Regions from separate parts of the Nothobranchius furzeri genome. Here region 2 is linked to region 1. A link is a contact called in public Micro-C data. All regions are on one chromosome and are shown on one strand. The core of a region is the stretch at or near the end of the contact, and the rest is flanking DNA. Distances in the headings are between cores, read along the strand shown.

Region 1 (5,607 bases), core at 2,208-4,707:
ACTTTCACTCCATCTTTGAACCCTGTAAGGTTGCATCTTCCCCCTCCCCCGAGTGGCAGTAACACGACCCTAGCCTTTACCTGACCTGTTTTCCTCCAGCTGGGGTAACAAGGGGACATCTTGTTCAATGTTAGTAAAGATGATTGGGGAGAATCCAGGCAGTTTTCACGTCGAGGGGAACCTGGCTGTATAATTAGCCAGCTCTAACCTGTTATTACCAAAGACCTCTGGAAGGCAGTCAGGGCTAATTGTTTATGTGCTGTCAGTCAGATGTCTCTGTTGCTTCTGCATGCATCAGTAACCCGGATACCTGTGTTCTTATGCTGTTACGGCAGACCACCTTGTTCCAAGAACAAATGCACATCTGTGTACCAAGATGAGTGAGTGCTGAAAGATGAGAAGTGAAGGGGTAAGAAGGTAGGGTCAGGCGAGGAGATGTGGGTAGTTTTCCCACAAAGGAGCCCCTCTTTTACCAGAGTCATCACGTTCTGCTTTGTGGTCACAGCTGGAGGAAACTCATCATTACACAGTTTAGGATCATCATCATCAGTCATGTTGAATGTGGGCTACATACCAGACAAATCAGATGTGCACTGATTTCAGGTTTAAGTCACATCACGGAGGGCTGGCCAGATTAAAGGTTGATGACATTTGTAGAAATAGTGTTTTAAAGAGAAATGCTTCAGATGCAACCATGGCTGGGGTATGGGTTAGGTGCTTTCCCCCAAAGTTTCATCCCTGTGTGGAAATCCATTTAAACCATGTCTAATGAAACTGATTTAGCATGTTCAAATGTAATGTTCTAGGAGACCCATAGCTTTCATTTAATTTAAAGAGGTCCTTCACTCATTTTTTAATGCATTTGCAGTGGTCTCTAGTAGAAATGAATGATCTTAATGATTAAATCTGCTCCGCTTGTAAGTCATATGCTGGGGGGCATTAAAGCTCAAATGCAACTGTTTCAGGAAGTACAAGTCAGCTGGAGGTAAAAGTAGCTTCAGGCGGCAGGATTTGGAGTCTTATTTCTTGATATTTGGACATCTCACCTTGGATTGGCTAACAACAACAACACAACTACCACTGACTGCATTGCAACCTTGTTGTTTTACCTCCACAAATAACTCAAGCCTGAAGGAGTTCTGCTGTGTTGTGGAGTTGCTTATGCTAATGGTCTGCTGTTCCTGACGATAAACCAACAGCATCCTTCTCAGTCGCGAGTCAAATGGATGAGTCCATGTTAAGTGACAGTGTGACATGGATCTGTCAGGCTTTTTAAATCTTAGCGTTTCACCTATTAGAAGATAATGCAGGAGATAGGTGTAGAAGACTATTTTCACATTCAGCCTGATCAGTGGCCGATCATTTTCAAAAATAAGTAAAAAAACCAATGTTGATGTTGGCTTGTATTCCACTGATTTTAAAAACAAAGCAGTCTGTCTTTTACTTTCGGCTTTCATGACGTTTGTTTCCTTGTTTCACTACTTGTTCAGTGACCTGTTTTTTTAGACACGCCTTTATGTGCACAAGGGCCATTAGTGGTTTTATTTTCCTCATCATGTTTGCACATACAGTGCATCAAAGGCTTTCTATAATGCATGCTCAGCAGAAAAAGTTCAGTGTGTTTCCGGTTCTCTCTTTAGTCCCATAAATACCCTTCACTACTGGGCTTCTTTCATTTTAGAGCTAAAATGCTCTCTGCAGGCTTGTTGGGGTAAAAATGAAAACCAGATGTTTTACATCTCCATTCCAGACCGAATCAAACATCGATGCTAATAATTAGAGCGGAGTGTTTCAGTTCTTGGAAAATTGTGTTTGTGACAAGATCAAGCTTATGTCTTATTTAATAACATGCAGTCTTTATTATTTTTTTCACCTTAAGGTGGCCCCACTCTCTGGCAGTCTGAACGGGGAGCTCCTGTCCAGCTCCTCCGCTGTGTCTGACCTGCCTCTTTCCCATAAGCCCATAGTGCGTGGCAGCCTGTCCGTCGCTCCCGCCGACTACCCCGAACGCCCTGAAGTGACTCTGAGGCGAGAGGCAGGCTCCTCCACACTGCCTCTGAAGACAGAAGTGCCTCTCCATCTTTTCAGCACCACCAACCAGCAGCACAAACCTGTTGGGGTGCAGCAGCAGATCCCAACCAAACTGGCAGCAATCAACAGTGGCAAAGGAAAAGGGGGGAAGAGCGGAAAGGCCTCACACCGCACTGACAGCACAGGTAAGGACCCAGGGTCTGTCTCTTAAAGAGTATCTTCTCTGAGAAACTTCTTGGTTTTGAAATATGATCAGTCGCTCTGAGTTTAACATGTAATCTTCTGCCCGTGTGTTGTTGATTTGGCGTCCAGGAGACCGCAGTGCACGTCTCGCAAGTAGAAGCTAACTGCTAGCTTTAACAACTCCACAAAATGGCAAAATTTTCTGTTAGCCAATCAGAGGCAAGCTTTCTGATTATTGTGAATAATAGTGAGCAAGATTCCTATTCCTGCCTTTTTCTGCCCCCCCGCTCGAACCCATTTCTGTTGGCTGACTTCTACTTCCTGAAACAGGAGTGCCCGAGCTTTTTTCTACAGAAAGCAACCCTAAGTCATTCTTTTATACTAGAGACCATGGCAAACGTATTGAAGAAACAAGAGACGGAGCTTTATTTACACCAGTAAGAGCTGACTTTAGAGCATCTTTACAAGATCCCTCAGGCTAGAATCCTGAATGAAGGAGTAAAGGACGCAAGAAACTACTCCGAAAATTCCGTTTTTGGCACCTTTTACTTCCCTGCAGGTTTGGCAACAGTGTTGCTGTCAATCCCGTCAGCCTGTGGGAAACATGGGTGTTTATCAAAGAGGCAAACAAGTTTTGAGTTGCTCTTTGAAATGACACCAAATATGTGAAGAAGAATGTTATGAGATGCGTGTCTGGGCCTGCTTTGGGTCACCTTGGATGACTCTTAGATCACTGGTGTGCTTTCGTTCCTAGACTTTGCTTCCTTTAGGCTGTTTTCTGGGGTGGAGCTGATACCTTCAAGACCAACTTAACACTACAACCTTAGTAGAAAACACATGAACTTTAGTTTCTGCAGGAGACTGGTGTCCGTGGGTTCCCCCCTCCCACCCACATACAGTTGTAAGATGTTGTCCTGTTCAGTCACTTTGGTTTAAAACAACAATCTAATATTTTGTCATCTCTTTCTAACCTCGTAGCCTCTGTTGATATGAAGCAGATGCTTCCTTTGAAACTGTCCTCCAGAGAGGACAACGTCCTGAAAGCCAAGCGCTCCATCAGCCCCCACCAGCAGACGCCCTCGGCGGCCTCTCCTCAGTCCCACTCCCTGCACCAACACTCAGGTACCGTTCTGCACCTGATCTGGACAAACCCAAACACGATCGGTCCATGTGTGCATTTGCCTGCTGTGTTTAGTAACATCGGTTCTCACAGACACAGAATTCCTCACCTGGGCAAAGCGGACCCCGCCCTCTCACATTCCTCTCTAAAGCTGGCCTAGCTGGCTTTGCTGGCCTCACCCTGTGTAAACACCCATCAGTTTCACATGCTTCCCTCTGATTGATGACCACCTGTACTGCTGACACACAGTTTAATCCTGTTTTCTCACAATTACTGCTAATGGTGAACGATCATGTAATTGATAGCAGTTTGGATTAATAACCCAACACTGCTGACTACTGTGTCCTTTCTAGAGTAATCCCTTGTCCTCATTGATGTTCCTTTCTGTGTCTGACAGATCAACTGAGTCCTCCAGACAGCCTCGGACTAGACGCTCCCCATCCTCCAAATGTGCAGAAGCCCCCCATGCCGATCCACCCCCCTCCCTCCATGCCTCCCCAGTGTCAGGGCTCTGATCCCATCCAGCTGCAGCCGACGAGCCATGGCCCAAACACACAGGTTCACGGGCTGAGCCACAGCAAACCACCTCCTTACTCCATCGCCACAGACGACCTCAATAAGGAGGACGTCATATTTTTTTAATGAAGAAGCAGAAGCAGCACTGATTTTAAAACAAAACAAGCACAGGACATCCACTGATCCCAAGTGAACCACAAGGCCTGATCAGTGACGGCACGGTTAATTTGTCCACACAGAGCAGCGGCTCAATGAAAGGCTCAACATTTCCGTTTGGACACATTGACTTCGTATTTCTATCTAAACTGCCTTTATTTAAAATTTAGGTAGTTTTTTTAATCAAAGCTTAATTATGGGGTGGAAATCTGGAGTAAAACAAAGGTGTCTTGTTGTGTTTTTGTTTGTTTTTAACCCAAAGACAACAAAAGAACTGAAGAGGATGTTTCTAAAAGAAGACTCCTTTTATCTTTTAATGAAGAAGGTGAGTTCAGCGATGGATAGTTGCTCTTCGCAGTTTGCTTCTGCAGGACCGGAGACTTTTATCCAAGCCTGTTTGAACTTTCGTTTGCACAAATGTAAAAATACTCCATTCCAAGCTAATGAAGGTACTTTAACGTGGAAAATATGTAAAATGCGATTGTACGGCTGTCCATACTGCGAAGCTTCATTTGATTTTGATTTTTGTTTGTTGGTCTTAATCATAATTATTTGGTAAGAACTGATTGTAGTTTCCACTTTTGTTGAATTGTTAGACTGTTCTACTTTATTTCAATTAAATGAATATATTGGCCTTTTAATGTTTAACTGTTGCCCTAAAAAGAAAACATAAAACAGAAATTACAGTTGCAGGAGGAGTGTTTTATTTTTTTTGGCACATGACGAAAATCAACTAATTTAGGGGGCTTTTATATTAATGTTTTCTTTTTTTTTATGTTTAGGCACAAAGAAAACAATAAATTGGTTTGAGTTTGTCTGAACTGGGGAAGCATTTCCCAAAATCCTTGCTTTAAGTATCTCATCATCATGGACACCAGGACAGTTGTTTGTTTAAATGATGCACTAGTTAACCCACATTTAAGGTGGCTGATGGTGCAGCAGGAAACACGTGGGAGACGACACTTTCTATCCTCTTGGCTGTTGGAGCATTAATATTCCAGCTGGTGCTTGTGTCCTCCAGCCGAACTCTAAACTGTCCCTGATGGACAGTTTGTGTTTTTATAAAATCTTTTGTCACTGGAATAGGTTTCTGTGATCTGACGTATGCAGGCTAACCAATCGGCTGACTGATGGTACATTTCTACTACGTAAAGTTGTCACTTTAACTGAGGTTCGAAGGTTTGGACGACAGTTTGATTTGTTGATTGATGACATTTTATCAGCTGGATTTTTAAAGTTCAAAAAGGGTCCTGTGTCATTTTCAAGTTTATGATTTAGATTTGTCAGATTTTTGTTTCCCTGCATAAAGATGTTGACACGTAAGCATTTAGTTTTGTCTACATGGAGGTTTTTGTTCATTTCATGTTGTGTATTATGTTAGTTTGGCTTCCTTCTGCGGTCTTTTAACAAACTTGTGAAGATGTGAAAATCAAGCAGATGTCCGTTTGGATATTTGTGTATGTTAACCACACACAATCTGGTGTGTGTGTGTGTGTGTGTGTGTAAGCCTCCTGGCAGGTAATGAAACCATAATCATTTGTTGCTGATGAACTGAAACTGAATGTGGATATTTTGAATCTAACGTGTGTTTAAGTTGTTGC
Region 2 (5,470 bases), core at 11-2,510, 43 kb after region 1:
TTTATTCTGAATGAACAAAACCAGCAGCTGCTAAATGATTGTTCCAAACTAAGACTTTTATCAGTTCAGCGGAAATGAACTTTAAACAGCAGGCAGATGAAAGAAGATCAGATAAGGAGGTCTTCAAAGGAAACACGTTGCGTATACTCTGTCATAAAGATGTATGCTGGAAAAATCAATAAAACATACATCACTGTCAGAACTAGCTGAACCTAAGCTGACTGGACAACTCTGTAACCAATGTTAAGCAAAGAAGCAACACCTGGGCGTGCTATCCTGAATCACATCTTAGGGCCCCTATAAACAATTCAGGGCTGTGAGTCACCTCCAACTAAAGAAAAGCCAATAAATTCCTACCAGCTCACTCTGTTCCTCAGCTGGCTCACATGCAAGATGGTGCCAAGAGCAAAGCTTCCAAGCCCACATATTGATGTGACACCCCAAAGCACCTCCTTAAGGATACACTTATGCAACCAGACTGGAACAGATTAAAACAGAATCCTTCAGATCATCTACTGAAGGTTTGTGTACACTCACAGCTCCTGTAATAAGTAGGAAGGCATGATTTAATGAGATTTAAACCTATATTTAGAGCACGTCTATGTGCTGAACCAGATAGACCTGATCGTTTCACAAAAATAACCGTCAGCAAAGGGGTTGCACAAAGCAGTCTATTAGAACATGACCAAATAAATCACTTCCGCTTTGAAGCCTCTATTGTTTCAAAGTAGATAAATTTAAGTCGCCTATTGAGTTCCGCTGAAAGAGGACGGTGGACTTCCGTGGAGGAACTTAGCGTGAAATCCAACTTGTTTTGTGCAGTAAACTCTGGTCAGCGTTTCAGCCTGCGCTCAACTTTCCTCCAAAGTTAGCAGCAGTCGGAAAACATCCAGCCTGCTGCTCGTGACATCCGACTTCAAAGGCTCCCGGATTACACCCTGTAACGGAACTCCTCACACTTCGGAAACGAAAGAACCGTCACAAAAGCACAACTCCTCGTGGTCCACACTTTTAGGAGGATTACGCGTCTAATGCTTACCTTGAAAGGGACAGCAGGGCCGAACCGGATTCCTTTATCTCGGCTACAACTTCGTCGTCGATTCTGTTTGAAGTTGCGCCGCAGTTTAGACAAATCTGCCTTCCGAGTTTAAAGCGAAGCTCCGAACTAAACAGCTAAAAAACATGTGGGCCATTGGTCTATCCTCGAGCTCTGAGCGTGTCCGCGGACGAACAATGAGAAAAGTTAGTAGCCGTGTGTTTTACGGTCTAAAGCCACAAGCCTACGAAGAGAGCGGAGAGAAAAGAACCAAGGCAGCCGTTGTGTTGTTCTGACCCCGCCTACTCTTGCTGCTAATAGCCAATCAGCTGAAAGCATCCGCTGCATTTTGCTGATACCGCCCATTTCTACTGTTATTGACCAATCAGCTGAAGTTCCCTTGAAAAGCCTTTTCTTTATTGTCCCAAACAAATGCCATGAATCACCCCCAAAACACCTGCCAGACTCAGCCTAGTGAACTGGCTTGCCAGGCTACTGCCAGACTATCTGCCCACATGAACGCAACAATCACTTCAGTTCAACACTTCTGAGGGGAAATTGTTTTAATTCAACATTGAGATCTTGTTGGCTGAGACAAAGCAGAGTAAAACAACATGAAATGTGCTGAAAATCCATTTGCAAGCATGCAAGAAGTCCCTAATAGTGTTAAGAAGTTGAAGCAACATATTGTTACTCAGTTGTTGTTTGAATAAAGTTCAAATATCTATCTATCTATCTATCTATCTATCTATCTATCTATCTATCTATCTATCTATCTATCTATCTATCTATCTATCTATCTATCTAGCTATATATCTATATCTATATATCTATATCTATATATCTATATCTATATCTATCTATCTATATATATATATATATATATATATATATATATATATATATATATATATATATATATATATATATATATATATATATATATATATATATATTTATATATACCGGTATATGTAATCGCAAGTTTGCAGGTTTGATCCTGGCTCCGGACCGAGAATTCTGCTGTTGTGTCTTTGGGCAAGTCACTTAACCCCCCTTGCCTGCTGGTGGTGGTCGGAGGGACCGGTGACACCTGTGCCTGGCAGCCTCGCCTCCATCAGCATGCCCCAGAGCAGCTGTGGATACAATGTAGCTCATCACCATCAGTGTGTGAATGTGTGTGTGTGAATGGATGAATGATACTCTCTCGTGTAAGGAGTTGGAGTCCTCTGACTCTGAAAGGCGCTGTACAAGTGCAGGTAATTTATTATTTCTATATATTTCAAAATTGAACTTTATTCCAATAACAACAGAGTAAAGCTAACACCATGTTGCAATGATGACACAGACACACCAAGAGACTCCCATGGTGAAAGCTGTATAATTTTCACTCTTATAATCACAGCAGATTGCATTTTAGTCAGAACACTAAGCATGATGTTGCACATGTAGCTGAGACACTAATAGTCTGGTCTGCAGCAGTGGATTAGAAAGGCAAGATCCTGTTCAACACGCCCATCATCACTATCCTCAGACAGTTGCAGTCTCACAGAAATGTTAATAAATTATTTAGAATTTTCGAGCCAACTGTTAAAATATGCTCTCTGTGCATTTTTTAACCCGGCGTGAGTAACTAAAATATGCATTAAAGCCTTGACTGTCTTAGTGAAAAATTCTGATGATCATTAAGTTGCAAAGTTTGGGGTTTAAATTCACAGCAATCAAGTTAAAATTTGATTTCTGTGTGTTTTTAGGAAAATAAATTATAGATGCACAATTTTAGGGTCTTTAGTTCTAATGTAGCTCGAGCCTGGTGATTTCTGAGAAGCAAATGTTTCCTTTAATATTCACGCAATTAAAAAAACTGACTATATAGAGCAGACACAGACTAGCATCTTCTCTCTCCTGCAGTACCAGGCCTGACTCCACATATTCAACTGTATTTAATGATCATATGATTGCAGGTCAAGTCCCTCTGAGGAGCATGAGACTGTTTCCACAGCCAAATTCCTGGCATTTTCAGAAAGATTTGAGTGCCTGGGAGATTTATAAAGAATGTATGAAGAATGCCACTGCGTTAAGTCAACTTTTCTGGACAACAAACAAACGGGTCAGTTTAGAATAGTAGGAAAGGAGGCTACATGTTTTCTGTGTAGTTATGAGCAACAAATACTCAGGAATTTGAGAAATTAAGACTTTTGTGTGTGTGAGTGTGTGAACTTCTTTGTTGAGACAGGCCCCAACATGTCTACAGATACTGACATTTAATAAAAGGCAGTATTTAATTTAGGCATGCCACTTCTAACGATGTGTGTCAAAGCTATTGTTCATGTTATAGTCCACACCTATGCTTTAAATCTCCAGCGGCCTCCAGGAGCAGGGGGGGTCTGCTACAGATGGATCCAGCCCCGAGTGCCTGACTCGGGCCCAGTTCAGTACCTGGGCCTCGGGGGCCCTCCAGTAGCCTACAGGAGTCTCGGAGAGGGTTTCTGACCCGTAGACTCGCACCTGGGTGCCTGGGCCCGACCCAAAGCCAGGACCTGGGACCCACCCGGAAGCCTGTAAGAGCCCTGGTGGGGGGTCCCTGACCGGTGGATCTGACCCAGAGCGCCCTCAGTCAAGCTCGGTACCCAAGACCTTGGGATCCCACCAGGGACCTCCATGGCTCCAAGAGGGATGGCAGAGCCCTCGTATCCGACCAGTGAGCTCGACCTGGGCCAGACTCGGAGCCACAGCTCATGAGAGTCTGCTGGTGACCTCCTTGGCTCCAGGAGGGATGGCAGAACCCTTCAAGCCGACCACAGAACCCAACATGGGCCAGACTCAGAACCAAAGTCCATTTGAGTCCACCAGTGCTTTAAATGATTTGACAAGTTGTTAAACAATTCTTTATTTGATAGATTTTTCCTCACTGCAGTGTCATCTCTATCCAAACAAAAGGCAGCGTTTTGGGGGGCTGGGTGGGATTGTTTTGTTGCACTGAACTGAACTCCAGCAGCAGGAGCCTCCTTTGCAGGGTGGATGCCACACTTCTCGGGTTTCCCTCCATGCTCTTCGGTCCCTCATTCTGTCACTCAGCAGCTGCTTCTGAGGCGTTAAAGCTGCTGCTGTTCCTCAGTTGTCAGGCCTTTGAGGATGCCTTTGTGTGTTTTTCAGCAGTCTTTTCTTTTTACACACATTTAGCTTTTTTTTCCGCACAAGGGCTTGAAATCTCAAGAGTCACTCTCATCCCACATTCACAAAATAATCCTTTCTTTCTTTAACAGCTGAACGTCCAGAAGTTACAGTCATGAGTAACCTGAAAGCTCAGCATTAGTAACGCGTAATCCACATTTTTCATGACCTTCGCTGCTTCTGCTCATTGAAGCCTTCTCTGACAGCTGACTTGACCAAATGCTTTCATACACACAAGTGTGGCTGAAGGAGATTAAGATTTTAAGAAGATTAGATTAATGAACTCATGATTATAATCTAGGGTTAATTCATTTTGTTGCACTTTAGCCCCCAGCCCCATGGCTTGAGGCAAAACTGTTCTGTAGACTGTATGTGTGTGTGTGTGTGTGTGTGTGTGTGTGTGTATGTATGCGCGTGTGTGTGCATGTGTGTACTATGTAACTGTTCATTAAATACCCGAGACAGGCACGCTACTAATCAGACCCCCCACAATTATTCCTCAATGCCCAGAGCCACAATACAGCAGTGAGTGAGCATCCGTTTGGATGGCTGTAACCGTCGTTTTATTGTTGCCAGCACACTCACCACACCACATGTTTGTTCACTCAAGGCAGGTGGTCTTCTCGGTGAGGTCATTATGTCTGAAACTTAAGGAGTGGGTCATCTTCATTCCTGAGGCTTCAGAACCAAAGAATGCAAAGGTTCTCCATTCTGTTACAGAGTCCAGTTCTTCACTGAAGAAAGCCTGAAGTTTGTTTTAGTTTTTCTGGTTGACAGGTGGTGATATTTTGAAGTCATAGGTAGCATTTATAATAAAATTATTCTAAGTTTGCACAATGGGAATGTGTGAATGGGAACTGTTAAGCTACTTCTCAAAAAAAGTAGAATTAATTTTACATGTCAAAACTTGAAAACATGAAGCTAGTAAAGAAAGACAAATTTGGGTGAGTTCTGCATTAGGTGCACAAGTGAGTGAGTTTGAATTAATTTATAGGCCTATTGAAAGAAAATATGTATTTATTTATGACTCACCAGAAAACAGACTCGTCTGGGACTTTGTTTAAAATCAAAGAGAATTTTTCTGAGGAAGATAGTGGTGGCTAGCCTTTTTGTCTGTTGCATTTTATTGATCATATCATGATAAAACTCTCACCTAAAACAATTTACAATGCTCCTCATATTAAGTGGTGATCATACATGAATTCTAAATAATCTAAACAAAAGTATTATCTTTTAGCGCCTCCTTGTGTTTGATTATAA

Evidence for each region. Hi-C and Micro-C count contacts between places; a contact is called where the count stands out from the background.
Region 2: a Micro-C map of tail fin shows a contact between it and region 1, with 4 times the contacts expected there. The contact joins the promoter of enc3 here to the enhancer-like site in region 1. A contact is called at or near these places in 2 of 2 Hi-C or Micro-C datasets (skeletal muscle and tail fin).

What each region holds. Positions count from the first base shown.
Region 1 is chr8:58,253,449-58,259,055 of NfurGRZ-RIMD1, forward strand. arhgef18b (rho/rac guanine nucleotide exchange factor (GEF) 18b) reads left to right here. Exons shown (of 31, transcript XM_054752362.2): 29 at 1,880-2,216; 30 at 3,193-3,336; 31 at 3,732-4,747. The coding sequence ends at 3,976. Among protein-coding and RNA genes, the nearest start is that of enc3, 43 kb to the right of the region's middle. Within about 2 kb of position 3,458, at least 1 of the 3 cell types and tissues checked has an H3K27ac peak or open chromatin away from gene starts, as enhancers often do. A contact at or near this core is called in tail fin, where this site is marked.
Region 2 is chr8:58,298,199-58,303,668 of NfurGRZ-RIMD1, forward strand. enc3 (ectodermal-neural cortex 3) reads right to left here and starts at 1,261. Exons shown (of 4, transcript XM_015970536.3): 1 at 1,040-1,261.